Linked DNA regions of Zea mays: region 1 is linked to region 2. A link is a contact called in public Hi-C data. All regions are on one chromosome and are shown on one strand. Each heading gives the region's core, a stretch centred on a gene start, on an enhancer-like site or on the middle of the called end of the contact. The rest is flanking DNA. Distances are from core to core; before and after follow the strand shown.

Region 1 (6,363 bases), core at 2,505-5,004, 140 kb before region 2:
TTATTCAGAGCAAGCCTGATGACTTGATCCTCGACGAGGCCTCTCTCTGGAAAGCACGCCCGACTGTCGGATCCATCGAACTGGTTGGTTGTATATGTACAGGGCCAGGGCATCGGCCTCGGACTCGGACCACAACAATTAACCTGTGCCGTCGTTATCTACATATCGGTGCCATGGCAGTGTTCGTTTTGGATCTCAGAAATCTACCCGTACGCCAATGTGTCTGATTTGGTGATTATTACAGAGTTTACGATCTTTGCTCTTCGGCGCCCAACCACGAGATATGTCGCAGCTCAGCTGTGGGTAATTATTCTGCTTATAAGTTTATAAGTTTTTTAGCTAAGTTTTTCCACCACGTACAATTAGTTTGTTCTTTGTTTAATTGTCAAATTTTAATTGGATAATATTATGAGTGATGATGCTAAGTCTTTCAAAGTTTTTGTTATATTCTAATTCTACCTAAAGGTGTTTTAGAATTGTAGTAATTTTAGTATTCTGCATGTTGATATAGACAACTTTGAAAATTAGCAACCAATAAATACATAACTATTGGAGCACTATTTTTTTTTACTTCTTAAAGTGTTTTAGCAACTTCCTAAATCTATAATTTAAGATGCTAAATCTATAATTTCAGTTTTAAAATTGTTTAAAGAGGTAGTCTCTCGTCTTCCACCGTCTCCTTTTTTTCAGTTTTTAAAATTGTTTAAAGAGGTCGTCTCTCGTCTTCCACTGTCTCTGCTCTATACAGAATACAACCTTGTTTTATCCGTCTTTGTAATCTTGATACATATAATAATTGCGAGAGAAAAAAAATCAATGGACAAGAAGATAAAATCGAGTACTTCCCATACAGAAAAGAACTAACCTAACCGAGCTTTCACAAAATGTCATATAGAGTAACCCGGTAACCCATCAGGCGGATGCCTGTCGCGTCGGCGGCTGCCCGAAACACGAAAGAGATGGCGAGCCAATGTCCCCGGCGGTCCGGGCGCGCCATCGCCAACAGAGACTCGCCACCGGCCACCAGTACGGCGCGGCGCACGCGCCCGGCCCGCTCTCCCCCCGTCCGCACGTGACCGCTCCCCGGCGACCGGCGACGCACACCATGTATGCCTGGCTGCCTGTGCAGCGCCGGCACGACCACCCTGACGTGAGGCTCCGGGGTCCGGGGCGTCACGGCGTTTCCCGTGTGGTGTGAGGATTACGGGTTGTCCTCGCACGTCAACGTACAGTTCCGAGCTCTGCTTTCGTGGCGTTGGCCAGGCCTGACCTGTGACAGTCCGCGCCAATAATAAATGCGTGCCAGATCAGAGAGAGAGAGAGAGAGAGAGAGAGAGCTGCGTGCGCCTAGTCTGGGAGCACATGTGTCCCTTTCAACGGTTTTTGTTAAAGTCAAGCTCTCAACTGGCTACTTCGTCGTGCCGTGCTAAACACCATACGTACTCCTAATGTCTAATCATTTGTCTTGCATTATTAGATTTTTTTTTTCAATTTAAAACTTTACCGATATCGACAATTTACCAGAAATGAGCCAAACTAAACGTATTACTATGAAAAAATTATTATTCTAACAATGAGACCGATTGTTGGCCACACGTCGGTTCTTTCGTGCATATAATTAGGAGAATAAACGAGAGAAAAGGGATATAATTTCTTGACCAAGAATGAACGGTGCAGTGTTTTCTTACGTCTACTGATAGCAGGGTATGGGTTGGTATTATAATCGGCTTGAGTTGTCCCCGAGAAAGGAGATGCGAATATGTGCCCCCGAAACTAAGGGTTTGAACGCTTTGATGCAAACACCCAATTTATTAGTCCGGCTGGACCTCTGACAGCGGAATAAAATCGTATCAGCGCCCAATTTATTTCTGAACAATGACTGTGCCGTTCACCAAAGGCGCATTCTCAAGAAGCGATTTTTTCCCCATTCACACAGGTTTAACAAACCAAGCTCTCAACAAATCCAATACAAATTGAAATCTAGCTAAATTATAGGTACAAAGAAGAAACACTCCATGTACTTTGCCAAAATAACAAAAGAAACTACCAATAAGAATCAACAAAATCTTAGAATCGTGTGCTGCACGATCCATATTTTTTGGGCTCTCCCAAGTAGATGCTGCTTTGGCACATAACATATGATGCAAACCCCCCATCAGCACACAGATTAGCCCTGCCTTTTTACCTCCTCCAAACCTTTCCCCTAATCAACTCTCTCTCTCTCTCTCTCTTCAATTTTCACCACGCTTTTCTCCACTTCTTTTTTGATTCGTCCTTTTGATGTGCTCGCACACCAGCAACGCTTTGTTCTCCTAGCAACCAATGTTCGCGCGCCACGTGTGCGATGCACGCACGTCAGCACCGCAAGTTAACAAGTCGGCAAGCCAGATCTGGGCGCCTCGGAGGACGCGACGACCCCGCCCTCGTGGCTCACACCTTCCTCTGGCCGTCCGATCTCCTCTCCACGGCGGAGATGGATCCCTGCGCGCGCTGCTCCAGGGTGCGCACCACGTCGGCCATGGACGGCCGGAGGCTGGGGTTGTCGCCGACACAGGCCGCGGCCAGCGCCGCCACCGCGGCGGCCTCGGCGGCGTCGTAGGCGGTGCCGAGCCTCTCGTCGACCAACCCGCGCGCGTCGCAGGGCGGGTCGCCTGCCCTGAGCCGCGGCGCGACGACGGCAGTGAGGAGCCGGCCTTCCTCCGCGCAGAAGGCCTCCATCCCCGTGAGCAGCTCCAGGAGCAGGACGCCGAAGCTGTACACGTCGCTCTTCTTGGTGACCACGCCGGAGCGGATGTAGTGCGGGTCGACGTAGCCTGGCGAGCCCAGCATGGTGCGCGCGGACGAGCGCGGGCGGACGGCGGCCGAGAACCCCATCCGCGCCGACCCGAAGTCGCACAGCTTGGCGGACATGGACGCGTCCAGGAGCACGTTGGACGCCTTCACGTCGCCGTGCACCACCTGCGGCTCGCAGCGGTCGTGCAGGTGCTCGAGCGCGCGCGCCACCTGCAGCGCCACCGACACCCGCCGCGCCCACGGCATCGTCCCCGCGGCCTTGCCCCCGCCGTGGAGCCGCTCGTGCAGGTTCCCGTTCGCCGCGAACTCGAGCACCAGCACGCCTTCGTCTGCGACTCGGGGGGAAAAAAAAGCCAGAGCCTTCCGTCAGCACTCAGCACAGCACAAGGAAGGCGCACTAGGCGGAGCGCGAGAAAGCAGAGCAGAGGAGATGACCCACCTTGCTGGTCGCAGAAGGCTAGGAGGCGGACGATGTGCGGGTGCCGGACGCGCTGGAGCGCGTCGAGCTCCTGGCGGAACACGCGGTGGAGGCGCTCGCTGCTGCGGTGGACCTTGACGGCGGCGAGCGCGCCGGAGAGGCGCGCCAGGTACACGGTGCTGAACCCGCCCTCGCCGACCACGGCCGAGGTGAACCCGCCCGTCATCGCCTCAACCTGCGCCCACGACAGCCCCCGCGGGCCGGCCTCGACCCCCTTCTCGGCCTTGCCGTCGGACACCCCGAAGCCCCCGTCCTCGTCGCGTTCCCGGCCGTCGGCCGCCGCATTGGCGCCACACCCGCAGCAGAAGAACCTGTACCTCTGCACTCCCATCTTGTCCAAAGAAAGTTTCTTGAACAAACCAGGGAGGAGTGGAGAGGGGAGATGACAGCGGAGGAGGACTTGTGAGGCACCTAGAGGCTTGTGGGTGAAGAAGAAGGGAGATGATGGCGCCTCTGCCTCTCTGTATTTGTTTCTCTGTGTACTTGGGGTTGGGATGGGCGGAAGGCTGATATATATATGGGAGAGGTGTATGGGGGATTCAGATTTGGTGGGGGGTTTGAACTGTGAAGTGCCAACTTATCAGGATCACAGGATGTAAACTGTGGAGGGGATGATGTAAGCAAGCGAGAAACTTGTTTATGCAGTCATTGGCATGCAGATGCAGCAGCGCCGCAGACCTGCAGTGGCAGGGATGATAGGGTGCCTGACAAGTGGACCCACCTTACTCACAAGGACAGTACTATTGTTGCCTCACCAAATATGCTATTAGGCGGGGACTCATCGATCGAACCAACCGTTCGTTATTATTATTATTATTGGTGTTATTAATCTATTCCTCCATTATCCGTGGAGCTCCATGGATTACAGCGAGACTATGCACTTGTTTAGACCGTATAATTGGACCAGTACACCAATACACGTACCGTGTGTGACGACTAGATGTATGCATGCATGATCAACAAACATATCAAGGGAGTGAGCCTGTGTCTGTCCAGCTCCAGTAGGTGTGGAAGCTTGCGGCCGATTAGGTTTCAGCTGAAGCTTAACGAATAACGACGGCACGCATCATATGGGCAAAGCCGAGGCGTGAACAGTGGACGTGGTTCCTTTCCTTGGCGATCCAGGATGTCTCGCACCCACCACTGATCGGTGACCGATGCAGCAGCAGCACTGGGCTGGGCTGGGCTGGGCTGGGCTGGGCTGGGCAGGTTCTTGAGGTGACGTTTTCCAGGGCTTGTACATACATACATCGGAAAAAGCCGGAAGCTTCAGCGGGCAGCGGACATGTCAGGTTGCCGCTGCCGAGCTCTGGTCAGCTCAAATCAGGAAAAAAGGTCCTGATGACCGGTCGCTTGCTCGCTCACCGCATGCCGCAGCAGTGAAAAAATAACATCGAGATTTAACCAGTATGGTTACTGCTACTAGTACGATAGTTACGGCGACTGGCCAAGTGTTAGGTGAAAAACCGGAGCTCTTATTTATCCTGCCTAGACATGTCCAAATGGACCGGCCCGCCAGTGGGCCCGTGACCCGGCACGGTCGTGGCCCGGCACGAGCACGGTCCAGCCCGACTAGAACCGTGCCCGGGCCGGCCCGGTCCGATAGCCGTGTCGGGCTTGGGCTAGTCTTCTGGCCCGCGGTGCAGGCACGGGCCCGGCACGATTAATTAGTAGACACGATAACGGCACGTTTTAGGACCTTATTTTGTAACTGTCAGTCTGTTTTTAGCTATAATACTGATAATATGTTATTATATAAGAGTATTCGAAATTGTTATATGTGTTTATATGTGTATCTAAAATTCTTTGTCTAAGTATGTATCTAAAATTATAAATATAATTAATTGAATTTAAACTAAATTTGAATATTATCTTTAAATTCTGAATTTTAGATTGTTTTTTGTGTGTTATAACCGTGTCGGGTCTAGGCTGCGTCAGCCAGCCCGCGGGCCGGCCCGGCCCGACACGACACTAAACCGTGCCGGACTTGGACTGGCGCCCCTCGTGCCGGGTCCAGCCATGCCCGTGCCGGGCCGGTCCAGCACGGCCCGTTGGACATGTATACTCCTGCCTGCAGTACCTATACGGTTTGGGTTAATTATAATTCAAGCGGGGACGGAATTCTCGTCAGGGTTTTTATCCCACGTTACCATTCCTAGTCCGGACGCGTGTCGGTTTTGTTTGGGGATGGGTTTGGTTGGTGTGGTGGCGCAGCGCCGTGGTCCGGGGCCGGTTGGACGAGCAGGAGGCGGATGGTCAAGGAGGAGTCCAGGCCGACGGCGACGGGCGGGAGCTGGAGCCCGCGCGCTGGAGCCTGGAGGGAGGAGGACGCAGCGCATCCGAGAGCGGTGAGTCGTCCTCATGAATGGCGTCTTGTTTGGTTGCTTCTGAGGTTGAGCCATACGTACTGTACATGCTTCACGCGAGAACCCTGAAAAGAGCAAAGCGGACTTCCCACGCGTACGGGCATGACGAGAACCACAGGCGCGCGCACATCACACACAGAGAGACGCATCGGATTCCTGAACCTTCACACGAAATCCGGGCGCCTGTTCGCGTTCACTGAACCTTCAACACGCCCCGCAACATGGCGGCATGGGCTTTGGGTACGAGAGTTTTTAAAGGTGGCGGATTTATTATTATTATTATTATTATTATTGCGTCAAGCCACCCTCCTCTCGCTCGCCGGCTCGGTTGGCTTTTATGGGTCGAACGTAGCGCTCTCTGCCTCTCTAAAACCTCCCTTGCAATGCAATGCAATGCGACGCCATCTCGATGCCACGGACCGATCCAACAAGAGTACGGGTGGATAATGCAATGCGACGCCATCTCGACTGGTCCAATCCAACAAGCCAACTAGCCAAGACATGGATAAGGTGACATGTCACTGCAGCCAAAGAGTACGGGTGGCTTCTACGCCTGCCAGTGCAGTGTAATGTACCTCCTCGTGCTCGTCAAGTTGCCTCTGAACCTGAAAAACACGCTGCGGTTTTCGCGCGCGCGCGCACACACAGCTGATGTAAAAAAACGGAAGCAAGCAGTGAGACTCTTGCACAGGATGGTGGAGAGGTGGACACTGAGATGAGCTGATG
Region 2 (6,118 bases), core at 3,276-5,775:
ACACCGTGGATTCTGGACGAGAGTGCCGCACCTCCATGGTCTCCAACAACGAGTCAGCGATGGCAGGTGGTCTCCTTGCCATCGCCCACGTGTTACCCACCCTGGGCTACACGCCTACACCACAAGTCATCAACTCCGCGGTTCTCATTACCTCCTCCGAGCACGCCGAGGTGATGCACCCCAACTGTTTGACGCCGAGCCTGCATCCTCGCCGCCAACTCCGACGACTGCGAGCTCGAGGTCGCGATCTCCACCACCAGCATGGACATCATCCCCGCTGTACCCGTCGCCGGCTCTAACAACCAAGAACGTGAGGTCGATATTCCCACCAGCTGCGAGCTGACGATGCCCTCCTCGGTGTCATCCACTCCTTTCACAAAAAAACCTTGCTCATGCACGTCAAGTGTTCGACACTAGGACTCTACTAGGCTGTCTCGACAACATCCACAGCACCCTCAGCCTCTGCTCCCTCACAAGTCACAGCACGTCAACCTTGCTGAAGCCTATGCCTCTACCAAGCTTGTCCAGGTGATGCCCGCTAGGTGTTTGATGCCGGGTCATGGATGCAGCCTGTGTGTTCCAATGCCAGTACGCAAGTCATCCACCGTACTGACTTTACCTGCAGTTCTGCCCTGTCTTGGCACCATCCCTTGCAATGCACACAAGGTGTCCGAGGTAATGCCTGTCAGCCCCTATGTTCTCTTAGTGACTGTTAGTGAGTCACATGGCATTTCCCAACATGTCATCAATGAGGTGGGCGAGTTAGTCAGTGATCAACACACTATACAGTGAATTTCTGCCATGGATTAGGAAGTTTAACCCCAAAGCGTCCATGGCTTTTTATGCACTGAAGTTTCTGTGCTTTGCCATGACCTACAACAGCAACAGTCACCTTCTTTCAAGGGTCATTGCATAGAAAGCAAATCTAAGCTGCTATCATTGCTATTGGTTATTTCTAGAGTGGCTGTGCATCGACTGTTAATTGACTGGCAAAGCAACCATGGCCACCACCTGGTCTAGTGGAGATTTGGAGCAGTAACACAGTGGTTACTCCAACCAACACCATGGCAAATGTTAAATTGCTGTCAAGTTATTATACATCTCCAATGCAAAACGGAAGCGCTCCAGTTATGTGTTTTTTGTGGGCCTGCAAGGTCAGAGAGATTGCTACTTGTGAAACATATTCATGGCAAAATCTGCAAATACCAGAGGCATCCAGAGAACTGTGAACTGTTTGTCATAGTAGACACCTTAATGGATGCTGTGAAATGTTTCAATCAAACAACTATGCCGTTCTTTGGTGCCTGATATATTGCAACTTAAAAGCCAGAGGCCTATTCTTTACTCTGCTAAGGTAAGCTCTGAGTTTGTGGCAAGAATCTGTATACACCTGGGAGGATACCATTCCAAGTTTGAAACTGCTTAATGGTCATCATATTTTTGGGTTATGCATTGTAGGACTGTCACCTGAACTGATGATGTTCAATTCAAGTGATCAGTTCTTTTTTCAGTGGCATTACAAGAGAAGCTGCAGCTGTCATGGAGTGTGCCAGGCACAACCGAATTTTGGTATTGCCCTAACTCATCTCAGATACTGTGACACAAATGCTGGTATTTTGCTTGATTTTGTTGGCAGCTTTGAGCATCATGAATGCAAGTGTCTGGGAATCGCTTATGTAAGAGGAGAATCAATTACCGAAAATTCAGAGCAACAAAAGGGTCTCGCACATGATGGGATATCCATGCTGTGTGTTTCAGATTGGTCAGCTTCAGTGCTCATATATTATGATCCATTGAGAGGTCTAGTGTTGGCCTGAGAAGTGACACATATCATGAGAAGGCGTGCTCCTCACCGACAAGGACTAAAAATAGTATATGCTAAATGGAACATCGAGATATAATTTTTTTCTCGAACGCGCAGGAGAGCTGCACATCATTATATTAAGGAGAAAAGGTCCAAAATGGACAAAAACCGACACAATAGTGATCATCTGTTACACAAAGAAAAGGCGACCACACACACCACTCTACTCCGGCCAGATGGCAGCAAGGCCCTTGGCACCATTTGACCCAAGTAACATACAGCAACATTTGACCCAAGTAACATACAGCAACATTTGACCCAAATATCGTGGTGCACTTTGTAGTAGCTATGTAAGCTCTTTGTATCCTCCATGCAGGTTTACTGCTGGGACAAGCATATGCCACCCAATATATGGTGGTTAACCTGGAAGGATTCTCGGATCTTCAGAAAAGGGTTGTGGAAAACTAACTAAACCAAGTTAGCACTTTAATTGATTTTGTAGTGCAGACCCAGTTGTCCAACTAAGTTTTATTTCACTCCTTTAGATGGGTGGTGGAGTACTCAAGTATACCTAGTTTTGGAATTCCTCTCTAGTCTAACAAGCATTTGGGTTTGAGTAAATGATATTTATCTATTCTATGTTTTGTTTTGTTTTTTGACACTTTGGTTCATGTCTTGTTCTGGTGTTTTTCAGCTTTCATTCTGTTAGAGTGTTATTTACGTTGCTGTGTATATCTCCCTTGTAATGGGCCTTGGCCTACAACACTCAACTATATATATACACTCCCAAGCCTGGTTAGGGTTAGGGTTTCACTCTCCAACTCATTCAGTACATCTCAATAAACGATATAATTATCAGAAAAAGGTTTGTGCTTAACTTAGGAAAAAAGAACAAGGAAAATAGGCTACTAATTTATCTGAAGTAACAGAAAGGGATGTGAGTTCTATAGAGTTTATGTAGAGATATATCATTGTTTTCAACGTTTTTGGTAGATTTGCAAATCAGTGTAATACAATTAAGAATGCTACTGAGTAACTCCTAACATTTAATACTCTTTCTGAGATGCTGATTAACGACATTGAGGTGAGTGGATTATTATCCTATTATATTGAACAATCCTTCTGTCAGCGTACTCAGCTTGCACCATATCACATCCAACATTATTTAGGCCAGTAACCAAATTCTCATAGGACATGTATTGCTTCCTTCTTTTGTAAAGCAGCTTATGTAGTCTTTGGTACATAATGCAAGTTATGTCGGGTGAAGCAAGGATAAACTATTTGAAGGATATATCCTTTTGACTATGATTGAAAGGGTGGGCTGTATTGTTTGATGTGACCTGTGTATAACATAAAATAAGGAGGATGACTATGTGAAACTTAAGTATAATAGTTTCTGGACTTTGATTCTTATCCAGCAAGTTGAGTGACTAGAGATCCTGTGCTTACTTGTGATCTCTTCAAGACATCACTACTATTTTCATTAGAATCAATTGTACATTCACTCTAATATAATGTTGCTCACTGCTTCCAGAATTCTGTTTCTGAATGCCAAGCATGTGGTACAAAATTTAGGAGCATATGACCTGTAAAGAGTCAATCCAGATAATAATGATCAGATGCAATTATTCTCTTCGATATGACGACGTGTTTACTATGATTCATTCATATTTGATATTGCATTCCGTTCTAAGGAAAAGAGCTTACACTTCATTTGTTTCAATCCAAATGTTTATTTCAGGTGAAAAATCTTAAGGCTGGCATCTGCTGTTTGAGATTTTTTTGGCTCATATCATAACTATGCTATTTTACTCCTGTAGGCCCAACTTGGTGAGAATCTTCCCGTTCTGGGCTATGCAGTAATGGTCAAAAGGTTTTCTTTAATGGTTATATGTAAGCTCTACAAATTTTTATCCAGCTTCAAGTTTAAATTATTGCCACCAAAGTTGTGCAACTGTAAGTATGGCTTGTAAAAGAGACCCCTCAAAGGCCAACGCACTCGTATGGCTGAAAAGTTGCTAGAATCTGTATGCTCATATGTTCCCATCAGCGAACATCAGGTTGCTATATTTCTAGGGCATCAAGATTCATCATGCAGTTCCTACTGTGATGTTCAGTTCCCCTTTGAGCTTTAAGGCCAACCCTGGAATATAGCTAATTAAATCACCCAGCCCTCTAGTTCAAATATATTTGTATCTATAACTTGCTAAATGAGCACATCCATGACTAGCCTGATAGTGAAAGATGGTGTAGATAGGCATCAAAGTAAAAATGATAAAAGCTATTGCTTTCTAAAGAACGGGGACTCTACAAATATGGAATATTTATCTTCAACATCATCCCTGGACTTAATGAACTCAAGTCCTACACGTGGTACAGGATGCTGATTAAAGGTTCCCTAATTGCAATTATTTGTCACATATGGTTTTTCTTTGCACTTTCATGATCTGTAGTGAGATCCTGTTCATAACAAGGCTAGTTAGTGCCAGTAATAATCCATGTAACCGCTAATTTCTTATACCGTAGTAGAGATATTGCCGCACCATACCAACTTAAAATAAAGCACTGTTTGAATACAGAAGTACAGGGTACAAAGGAACGGAGGAAGGAAGGTGGTGATAATTGTTCTGTATGGAAAGGGGGTCCCATGGCAATGTTAACTCTAGGAAGGGTGGAATGGTTGGTTACAAGGCCATGTGCAACGGGAGGGGCACAAGTGGGGAACAGGGGTTGCACGGGATAACATGGGAGCCATGTCTCTCCATGTTGCTAGTGTGTATCTGTGTATAGCTTTCACTATTTGCTGGACCCCCTCTGGCAAGGGAATAACTGCCAACAATTCATAATTCGCCACTTCCACTTTCATCTCCTACCCTTTTCCTGCCTATATTAGCAACCAAAAGAAATGGAAGCTTTACAATTTCCTCTTTTTTTTCCCATTTGACTTCTGCAGATCATGCTCGCTCTGATTGGCAGTCATCGTCATGGCTGAGCGGAAGAGAATCCATTCTCCTGAGATGTGATACTTTTGTTGAGTTTGGCTTTTTGAAAAGGGGAATCAAACTGATTCCTCAAAAGCTACCTTGTACTCAACTGAGTTTCAAGTATTTGGAAAACTTGCCGTTCTATTATCGTTTCCTATTTGAACTCAGTTTGGAGTTGCACTGGGAGGATTTGTGTGCTTTGGGCTTGGAGAACATGATACCAGTGGCTGTTACCTATTGCTTAAAGTATCTGGACGGGTCAAACAAAATGGATATTATCTGGAAGAGTTCTAATGCCCTGCGGGTTTGGTTTGCTCACTGAATCATTAAGCATGCATGACTGTCTTCCAGAGTAGTGCACCAGTAACTAAGCAGCATATTCAGGTGAACTGGACTTCTGACTGGCACTGTGACATTTTGGTCGCTTTGTGTTTGGTCTGTAAGGACAGTCTCACTCAAGTGTGTGCTTTAGGTGATGGTACCTTTTGTGAAACCATGGGGAACCTTTGCAGTAAAACCATGATAGCATTGAAGAATGGCGTTTTAACCCAACCAGAAGGGAGGTCACTGCTCAGATCTGATGGTCACATGGGCAGGATATCCTCATTTGGCTACGGCCAAATTTTGTGAGTCGTTTGAAACTTCAGAGGTGTCAAATACAGCAACCACTTGGAGATTAAAGCCGATGTTTGAGTTTGGTGAATTGCTTTGGTCCAGCTCAAATATACCTGTGCAGTTGTGCGTCAGTGTCTGTTTAGTTCCCACGCCAATGGTCAGCTCTGCAATTTGCTCACCTTTCTGGAAAATGCTGGGTGATGTACATCAACATTTCTATGTCAGATTGGTATGGTTGTGCTGTAACCACTGCCATCCTGGTTAGTGGTGCCAGATATTGCAGTGTAAACAACTACTACATATGTTCTGATGGCATCAGGAGACCTGTATCATCGGGCGTACAACTCCCACACAGACACAGCAGGGCCAGCCAAATTGGCTGGCTCACTTTGATTGTGGGGCGTTGAAGCATTGTTGTCAACAGTTGGTCCTAGCTTCACTTGCTGGATAGGTGCTGATTCAAAAGGTCGTTGTAGTGCAGCATATAGTAGCTTTGTACAACCGCACAAGGGCAGGGATTATGGAGGGGCCCAACAGTTGGCAAAGCTTAACATGTCGAGCCAATGACAGCTCCCGACCTTGGACAAGAACAATCTTGGAGGTTTGCTGCGGCAGAAATGGTCCTCCCAGGCACACAGCGCAAAGCCAGTGCAGTGCTGTCGTTTTCTTCCGGGAAAGAAGCTTCCTTTCCTCTAATAACGCCAACTTAATCTGT

Evidence for each region. A called contact is a pair of places that touch in the nucleus more often than the background predicts.
Region 1: a Hi-C map of ear shows a contact between it and region 2, with 1.7 times the contacts expected there. The contact joins the promoter of LOC100286253 here to the enhancer-like site in region 2. A contact is called at or near these places in 6 of 25 Hi-C or Micro-C datasets (ear, endosperm and leaf).

Annotation. Positions count from the first base shown.
Region 1 is chr1:229,273,083-229,279,445 of Zm-B73-REFERENCE-NAM-5.0, reverse strand. It overlaps LOC100286253 (protein kinase domain containing protein), which reads right to left and starts at 3,754. Exons shown (of 2, transcript NM_001159140.1): 1 at 3,233-3,754; 2 at 1,917-3,122. The coding sequence starts at 3,602. The coding sequence ends at 2,431.
Region 2 is chr1:229,129,763-229,135,880 of Zm-B73-REFERENCE-NAM-5.0, reverse strand. LOC103643369 (a long non-coding RNA gene) reads left to right here. Exons shown (of 6, transcript NR_163820.2): 1 at 1-1,354; 2 at 1,459-2,100; 3 at 2,181-3,545; 4 at 3,625-3,697; 5 at 4,758-6,118. Among protein-coding and RNA genes, the nearest start is that of LOC103643369, 3.3 kb to the left of the region's middle. Within about 2 kb of position 4,525, at least 11 of the 20 cell types and tissues checked have an H3K27ac peak or open chromatin away from gene starts, as enhancers often do. A contact at or near this core is called in ear, where this site is marked.